2 separate regions of the Mus musculus genome follow, and region 1 is linked to region 2. The links are chromatin contacts, called in public Hi-C maps. All regions are on one chromosome and are shown on one strand. Each heading gives the region's core, a stretch centred on a gene start, on an enhancer-like site or on the middle of the called end of the contact. The rest is flanking DNA. Distances are from core to core; before and after follow the strand shown. Region 1 overlaps Pard3 (par-3 family cell polarity regulator). Region 2 overlaps Pard3 (par-3 family cell polarity regulator).

Region 1 (4,827 bases), core at 1,041-3,540, 190 kb before region 2:
CAGAAGTCTTCACTGACTTGTTACCTGTACGTTTCAGAAGGAATCCACGAGTTTGCCCAGGGACTCTACTTAGGAATACGAGGCTGCTTCTTCAGCAGGAAATTCACACGTACCCACTTGTAAAGTGCTGACCCATCATGACTTCAGCTCACAGGGCATAATGCTTGCCCATAATCCCAGCACTGGAGAAACCCAAGCTAGAACATTACTACCAGTTTTGGATCAGCCCAGGGGACACATAAAGCAAGGTGTCCAAAACAAAAAACAATAACTGCTGACAACAGTTAACTGTTGAACTCTGTGGATTATAAAAACATTCCTCCATGTGGTTGCTGGGATTTGAACTCAAGACAGTCAGTGCTCTTACCCACTGAGCCATCTGACGCCCTATTCTGGTGTGTCCGAAGTTAGGTATAGTGTACCTATGTATAATAATAAATAAATATTTGGGCTGGAGTGAGCAGGGGTCCTAAAATTCAATTCCCAACAACCGCATGAAGTCTCACAACCATCTGTATAGCTACAGTATACTTACATACATAAAATAAATAAATAAATAAATAAATCTAAAAAAATTCCTCTTTGACACCCGTTCAGGAGTACATGAACACACCCAACCTCTGCCCTTTCCGACGTGCTTGAAGGAAAAGGAAAGATGGCTCTAAGGAAAGCTACATTTCGAGAAAGCTAACCAAAATCGTGAAAACGAGTCCTCATTATTTATCAAGGGAGTTTGTAATAATGAAGTATGTGAGTAGATACAGAGGGGCTGTATCTAAAAGCATCATCTAGCTGGGTGTGGTGCGTGCCTTTAATCCCAGCACTCAGGAAGCAAAGGCACTGGATCTCTGTGGGTTCTAGGCCAGCCTAGTCTACATATACTTTTGGGCTAGGCAAAGCTACAAAGTGAGACCCTGTCTCAAAAACAAAAACAAAAACAAAAACAAAAACAAACAAAACAACAAAACCCCAAAAGACAAAAAACAAACAAACAAACAACCCCCAAACAAAAGCAAAAACAAATCAAAAAACCAAGGTACTCACATCTAACTGGTAAGGCACCCATGCTTTTAAAATAACCCTCCCCCTGTAGTCCAGTAAGCAATTCAACCACAAATCAAACCAAAGTAGAAGGGGGAGCAGCTAAGAGGTAAAAAAGGGGCAAGAGAGGGTTCCTGGGGGTGAATATGATTAAAATATATGGGGCTGGAGAGATGGATCAGTGGCTAGTGCTCTTCCCATACACACATGGTGCCTTACAACTGTCTGTAACTCCAGTTTCAGAGGATCTGGGGCCTTGTCCTGACCTCCACAAGCACCAGGCAGGCATATGGTACACATTCATATAGGCAGACAAACACTCATAAGCATAGAATAAAATAAATAAATAAAAAACAAATGAAAAGCATATTATATGCCTGTAGAAAAAAGTCTTAATGAAATCCGTTATTATATATCGCTAAATGTGCTAATAAAAACCTTAGATGCAAAATCTGTATTAAATTATTGATGCCTTAAAATATACATAAAATAAGTCACCACCTTCCTCTATCGTTAAAAAAAGCTCTAAACCATATTTGTATCAAAAGCCACAAAACAATTATAATTTCTATTTATATTTCTGCATTCAGCATACTTTTTAAAGTATAACATTTTATGATCGTATGACCAACACCAGTAAGTGGATATTAAAGGCACAACCCATGGGCTCATTATCTACCTGGTGGTCTCAGAGAAGAAAAGATTACAAAGTATCTAAGTCAAGAGTCTTGAGCCCTGTTCTTTCGTCAACACTGGCATCAGGAAGGTTCCTCATTCTTAGGTCCAGCATCCCATTTCACACTTGTAAGTATCTAAAAAGCACAAAGTAATCTGAGTAAGTGGGCTTCCCCACCCTAACAACAAATCTCCCTGCAACACTGGAAACACTGGAAAACTGGAAACACTGGAACACTGGAAAACACTGGAACACTGCAACACTGGAAACTCTATGGGTAGAACACTATGAAATTTACAGGGAACTTTTCAGATGTACGCATGCAGCTGGGACATCAGTGCTCCTAAACACTGCAAGCAGCTTACCCTTATCTCCCAGTACCACTGCCTTCCCACAGTGACTGATGCTTGGAGTCACCAGCCTCACATAAACTAGGTCTCTGCATTATTGTCCACAGCCATCCCCACTGCTGGTAGAGACAGGAAACTGTGTGGAGCCCAGATCAATAGACATGTCAACAGTAAGCTGCCTAATCTAATTCAGCCTATCTCATCTTGGGGCCCAGAGTCTGCAGTCTGCTCTTAGTGCCTTCTGGCAGGAAATGGTTTGGTAGGTTTAGCCTTCAGAAGTTTATCCTCTAGGCTCTTGGATGTTTACTCAGAGAACGGAGATCTCAAATGTCTTTGAAATGGCAGTGATATACACTGGGCATGTTTGACTTCCCCTGTGTGTAAAACTAAACCTGTGACTCCCCTATTCATATAAATAAATGAATGAATAAATGGATAAATGTGTGTGTGTGTGTGTGTGTGTGTATATATATACACACACACATACAGTTTTTCTGATTCTTTGAGTATTTCACATAATATATTTTGAACTTAATCGCCTCCCTTGCCTCCTTCCTGACCTTTGACCCTTCATGGGAAATTGCTTGGGTACATTCCAAGGTTCAGAATTACCTGAGTTTTTAAACTTATTTCCCTTCCCATCCCATGACATCTTTCTGAAAAGGAAGGGCTCTTCATTTAACATGAGTTTTTCTCTCTTCTTTCACTGCACTGGACAAATGCCTTTCCAGGTCACGAAGTCTCAGATCATGAAGTATGAAGTTCAGTCATGCTTCTTCAGACTTGTGGGGAGCTAGAAATAGTGGGCTGGCTCAGAAGATTATGACTGGCATCCATCACGTCTGGCTTTCCCCCAAGACACTATCAATCATGGGTTAGAGCAAGCCTGTTCTGTCAGAGTCTGTCCTGAACTCCTTATTAGCACATGCAGGATGGTTCGCGTTGTCTCTGTCACCTGGGCACTAATGTTAGCAGCACCAGGACAAACTATGCTTCTATTATTGGCAAATGAAGGGTTCGTGTCCTCACTTCCCACACTTGTGAACACACACACCCTCTTGTGCAAGCCTCAGAACTTCCCCAAGTCTGTGAAAAGGCTGACTCCCCAGCACTGCAGCCTTCACAGGATTCTAGCAGGTGTTCCTGACTGTGTGACCTCACTGTGTGCAAAGCACTGTGGGAAGGGGAACACTGAGGCCATGCCCGAAGCCTGTGTTAAGGCTAGGGAAGACTGGCATGAAGGTGACAAGCTGATGGATGCAATTTAAAATGACACAAAAGAAAAGTTTACACTAGGGAGTCCTAAAGACCACAAGCCTTGAGGGGGGAGGGGCGGGTTTGTGGTTAGTCCCACATTAGTGTGGTCACAGGGGCAGCCATGTTTGGGTTCAGATATGAGACATTCACTGAATTTCTGTCTGAGATCAGGCTTTATTCCAAGCACCAGATCAACTGCTGTGTTGAAGATAAACCCTATACTGCCTCATGGCATCCACAGCTGCAAAAGGGCAGGTGGAGAGCCATCAAGAAATTAACAATATGGCTTCAGAGCTTGCTGAGAGCTTTAAGGGTAGAGTGCAGTACTGAGAGGGTTAGGTGGGGATTGAAGAAATGACCTCAGAGCCAGGTTTGAAGCAACTTCATATGTCAAACCTGGACTTTTCTTCCCCCATGATGTTGCCCTGAAGGTTTACCTGGAGAACCAAGAGCAGGAAAGACACCACATAGAATCAACCTCCCATGCACTATACTATTCTGGAAAGCTCTATAGAACAGATATGACTTACTTGAGTTGCTATTCTTTATAGGAGGGTTGGCACATAGTACTGTGTTCTTGTTGTTAGATGGATGAAGGGAGGAACAGAAGGGAAAACAATAAACCTCATGAGGAACCCATATTAACCAACCCTCAGGAAGAGGGAGGACCAGAGGACCACACTGCTGATGGTGAAGGCCGATGGCCACCCTCACCCGGCCCCTTCTGTATCATCCGTTATGGTAAATGGTGACCTCATGGAGCACTGAAACTCTCCATTCACAAGTGAACATGCAGAGCACAAACACGCCCTGGTTAACAGGGAGGTGAGGAGCACTTGGACCTGATTCACCTGGTGCCAGGTAAGCAATAAGCTCACAGTGTTCACAGGCTGCTGGACTAGGTAGAGAGTAACATAACTGGAATTTCATTCTGGTTCCTTTAAGAATCTCTTCATGCAGCTGTCCAGGCTGTACACTGTCTAGATCACAGTATCAGTCTGTAATTGAGGTAACAATTCTGTAGCAAACAGTAACTCTGGGTTTAAAAAGATGCCCACGAATGGTAAATGATGTTTGTGAAAACAGGTGCCTTCTCAAATTGATACAAAAAGAATGCCCTGTTGCCTATTAATGGAGCTGATGACAGGTGTGTAGAATTCAAAAGAGGTGGGAGCAAAACTGTGCATGCTGGGGCACAGCTCATATCCATTGTCCAAGTGTCACTGTGCCTTGGATCTGCCGAGTCTACCAGTCAACACTGAGTATGCTTCAAGTTACCAGAGGATTTGGGGAATTGGTTAAAGGTACCATAGCATTCCCAAGAGCCCACACGATCACCGTTATTAGGTTTGTTGGGAGACAGTGTCTCCTTTCTCTTTATAATGCCCAGGGTTACTTCTAAGTCTCAAGCCTCCCAAGTGCTAGGTTTACAGTGTGAGCCACCCAACCTAGCTGAAAGCCTATCTTAAATGCTTCTGTTAAAAATAAAAACCCAGTGTCTGG
Region 2 (4,462 bases), core at 771-3,270:
AATTGGCTCATTTCACTGGCAGCAGAGAAATAAACCTATCACTTACAGACATACATATATACATGCAACACACACACTAAAAGGGGAACAAATAACAAAATGTTATGGGTACTGGTATTTTAGCAGACGTTCAAGGTCATCGTCAGCTATACCGTGAGTTGGAAGTCAACCTGTGATACATGAAATCTCACCACAAACAACAGCAATACCAAGAGTGTGTCCGTATTAGCCCTACTCTGTCCATAAGTTGTACTGTATTCCACAGGGAAGAGGAAGGGCTTGCAAATAGCTTACATGTGTAATGGACACTTAGGAAACAAAAACAACAACAATTGGTGTGGGATCATTTTTACATCGGAATCAATTCAATTAACACTTCTGTGGAATATCATAATGAACAGTATTTCCTTTCTATCAGAAAATAACTCCAAGGGAAGAAAGATGGCTCTGCAGTGAAAAGCTCTGGATGCCCTCCTGGATGACCTGGTTTCAATTCCCAGATCCACATGACAGCTAAGGAGGGACTCCAGTTCCAGGGACTCTGCTGCCCTCTTCTGGCCTAGTTGAGCACTGCATGCAAATGGCACATAAACTTTGTGCAAGGAAAACATCCAAACACATTAAATAAAGTTAAATAACTTTTTTTTAATTAGAAAATAATTTAAGGGTCTGGAGAAATGGCTCAGTGATTAATAGTGCTCACTCATAACCACCTGGAACTCCATTCCCAGTGATATAATCCCCTCTTCTGACCCCTGCATGCATCTACCCACACACATGTGGCAGATGCATAGGCAGACAGGAAAGAATTTCAAAATCACAACATGGTTTTCATATCAAATATCTATATGAATTAGAAGTGTTTCTTGGGGAGGGGTGGGTGTTGACTAAATAAAATGATCACAAGAGTCTAAATCTTATGCCAAGCATATTGATGGTGTGCTAGAATTTATAGTATATGCAATTTCTGTAAACGGACACAAAATCATACTGTCCCTCTAGTGAGGAAAAAAGCAAACAAATGCCTATACAGGTGAAACTTTCCCAGCTCGCAGCCATAGATGATAGAACAATACATTTACAGTCTAGCGAGAATGAAGAAACCCCTGGATCTAAAGAAAAAAAGCTCTCAGAAAAATCACAATGTTTTCACTACAGAGTGCTTACTGTTAGGCCCAATTCTAATGTCCACAAATTATCCAACACAATCAAATATTTTGTTCAAATACCATTTGCAAAGGAAGCAGGGAATTTACTTAGTTGTAGACATGAAGAATAATTTAATGTTTCCTTGAGAACAAAATTGACAGGTGTCTTGGACTTACATCAACATTTTTGGATTTTTCCTCCCACCCCCCCCCCATGTCCTTTTAAGAACCTCACTTAACTGGGTCACAGCAGCTCAGCAAAGCTCAGACAGACTCCTGGGCTCTCCCAGGATTAAACAGGACCAGCTCTCAATCAGCAGAGCTCATTAGGACACACAGAGATCGGCAGGGGCAGCTGATGGTGCAAGCTGCTTAGCTCTCACATCCGAGTTCAATTAGGAGGCTGTCCCCAAGGAAGCGCACAGGCCAACACTTAGATAAGAAAGGCAGTGTCCTCCATCACTTTCAAAGCAGGACCACGGCTTCACACAGACAGACTTTCCGTCTCTCTTCAGCCCTCAGGCCTTTCCTCTGTAACATGTCTTCAGTCTTCCCTGTCACAGGCAGGTGCTATATAACAAGCAGTGTTGTCAAGAAGTATCAATTGTATAACCGCACAAATCTCGAATAAAATTTATATGTATGTGATGGCTATTCTTAGTTGTCAGCTTCACTACCTCTGGATGCTATGGATAGGTAAAGCATGGTGACTGTCTGGGCTGTGTCTACGTGGACACTGGGAGAAGCCACGGCAAACTCACTTTGGTAACGTGGCCAAGAGGAGGGTGGTGGGCAGAAACACAGATGTCATCCTGAGGGGAAGGATCTGTCAAGGGACAAAAGAGGAACCAAGCCTCTGTACTCTAAGGGGCAGAGCCTGCGTGAGGAAGGCTTGTGGGGGGAGGGGGGCTCCAGTTGAACAAACACCCACTGAAGGAATGACTGGAGCAAAGAGATTTGCAAGGGAGAAACCACATGACTGACAAGGCAAGCAGGAGGGAAGTGAAGACCTTGGCACGCCAAAGGCCATTGTTTCTTTAGAGGAACAGGGGCAGAGTGAGCACCCACAGGCAAATCAAGACATCTAAGGGGGATGACAGTGCCATCACACCATACTTCTGTCTAGGTAAAAGTTAAAGCACAAAGGGCCAGTTAATGAGTTTCTTCTTTGAACCGAGAGCATTGGACAGGACAAGAAACATGTTTACCAGAGGGCTCAACTAATGAATATCAACATTACAGTTTCATTTCTCAACTTGGAAATTGTAACTCTTGAAGAAAACAAGCATGTGTGTGTGTGTGTTTTGGGGCTGCTCCATCACCCAGCATTGTAAAGACTAAATCATCAAAATTAGGAACTAGTATGTGCTTAGCTTAGAGAAGATAAAAAATACTGCCCCGTATGAAAAGAAATTCAAATGTCCCAGCCCACCAATCTCTTCAGCTGGATGTAGTAAAAATAACCACACTTCTCTCCAGTAGTTTAATCTCTACATAGTTTCTCAGCTACTTAAAAAGTCTGACTTAGCTTGTGCTGGAGAGACTACTGGGTTGGTAGAGTACCTTGGAAACACTCACAAGGGTCTCACCTGAGACCTGAACATCAGAAAAAGCAAAGGGGAAAAAGGCCCCTCATCAATACAGAACCATCACAGAAATATCACAGGCCACACAGGTGGCCAAAACCAAAACCAGCGAATGAATTGCTCGAACACTTAAAAGCAACATTTTCAGGACTGCTCCAAAACCAAGTTGATCGTGATAGGAAAAACCTACAAAGGAACTGATTAAACAAAAACAACCACCACCAAAAAACTGTCTCTATCCAAACTAAACTAAACTAAATAAATAAATGTCTTTTAAACGGTTCCTATTCTCCAGGCAGGGTATCAGAAATAGGTTTTGAGAAGAATATACTATAAGATAGAAATGCTGATGTAATTTTCTGACTAGTATTCCTAAAGTGGACAGTAGTTCTACCTCTCCTAAGACACAAAAATAAACAGCAAATGTTAAGAAGAGTGAGAAGCAGAGGTATGAACAGTGCACTGCACATCAGAGACAGACACATCTTTCCCCATCATCTGAGCACAATGCTCCAACAAAGGGCTTTAAGGCCGACCGCAATGAGCACAGGAAAAGGCACCTGAAGGTCAAGGATTTATAAAATAATGTGTCTTTATCCAGCCAGGCTGACTGTAACAGTGTATTCACGGGCAAGAAAAGCAGTGAACACTAAGATTCCACAAATGTCACTCCATATACCACCTGACTGGTTTTTTTGCTCAGAATTTCTGACTCACCTCCTGTCTCCCTGCAGGCTTTCAGCTCCATCAATCAAAGAAGCAGCAGAAGGTAGTAATCACAGCCAGCAAAAAGGACAAAACAGGCTGAGGGATGTGGCTCAGTAGGTACAGTGCTTACCTGGTAAACACAAAGTTCTGAGTGCTGTCCTCTAGACTGCATTATGTTGGGTTTGGTGGCACATACATGTAATCTCACAGAGCAATGAAGGCAGAAGGGATAGATAGATAATAGAAAAATAGATAAATGATATATAGATGATAGATAATAGACAGTCAGGGGATAGATTATAGATAGATGCTAGATATAGACAGATGATGGATAGATGACATAGGTAGATGGACAGATGGACAGATAGATGTTAGGTAGGTAGATAGATAGATAACAGATAAATAGGTAGATGATAGATTATAGATTGATGATTGATGATAGATGATAGATAGATAATAGATGATAGCTAGCTAGCTAGATTTATAATAGATGATAGATAGATAGATAGATGATAGCTAGATAAATAGATGTATAATAGATGATAAATAGATAGATGTATAAGAGATGATAGGTAGGTAAGTAGGTAGATAGAGAGATAGACAGATGATAGATAATAGATAAATGATATATAGAGATGATTGATGATAGATTATAGATAGATGATAGAGATAGATAATAGATAGATGTATAAGAGATGATAGGTAGGTAAGTAGGTAGAGAGATAGATAGATAGATAATAAATGATATATAGAGATGATTGATGATAGATTATAGATAGATAATAGAGATAGATAATAGATAATGGATGAATAGATAGATGATAGATAGATAGATAGATAGATAGATAGATAGATAGATAGATAGATAGATAGATAGAAAGATAAAGAAAACAATCCTGACAAGCAGCCTTTGAAGGGCTCCAGAAGTGAATGAGTGACAACTGCCCCCCAGCTCTATCAGATCACAGAGGCCCATATGCTTAGGTAGTACCAAGCAGAGGTGATCAGAAGGCGAGTGCA

The links. A called contact is a pair of places that touch in the nucleus more often than the background predicts.
Region 1: a contact with region 2 is called in a Hi-C map of the N1E-115 cell line, with 2.9 times the contacts expected there. The contact joins two enhancer-like sites. A contact is called at or near these places in 4 of 484 Hi-C or Micro-C datasets (LSK cells, the N1E-115 cell line, nephron progenitors and 1 more) and 4 of 115 datasets of contacts at active chromatin or transcription factors (bone marrow-derived macrophages, embryonic stem cells and stem cell-derived neural progenitor cells).

Annotation. Positions count from the first base shown.
Region 1 is chr8:127,513,629-127,518,455 of GRCm38.p6, reverse strand. All of the region lies in intron 22 of Pard3 (par-3 family cell polarity regulator), which reads right to left. Among named protein-coding and RNA genes, the nearest start is that of Gm51558, 41 kb to the right of the region's middle. Within about 2 kb of position 2,290, at least 47 of the 459 cell types and tissues checked have an H3K27ac peak or open chromatin away from gene starts, as enhancers often do. A contact at or near this core is called in the N1E-115 cell line, where this site is marked.
Region 2 is chr8:127,328,024-127,332,485 of GRCm38.p6, reverse strand. The region is part of intron 5 of Pard3 (par-3 family cell polarity regulator); the gene reads right to left. Among named protein-coding and RNA genes, the nearest start is that of Gm9909, 120 kb to the left of the region's middle. Within about 2 kb of position 2,020, at least 39 of the 459 cell types and tissues checked have an H3K27ac peak or open chromatin away from gene starts, as enhancers often do. A contact at or near this core is called in the N1E-115 cell line, where this site is marked.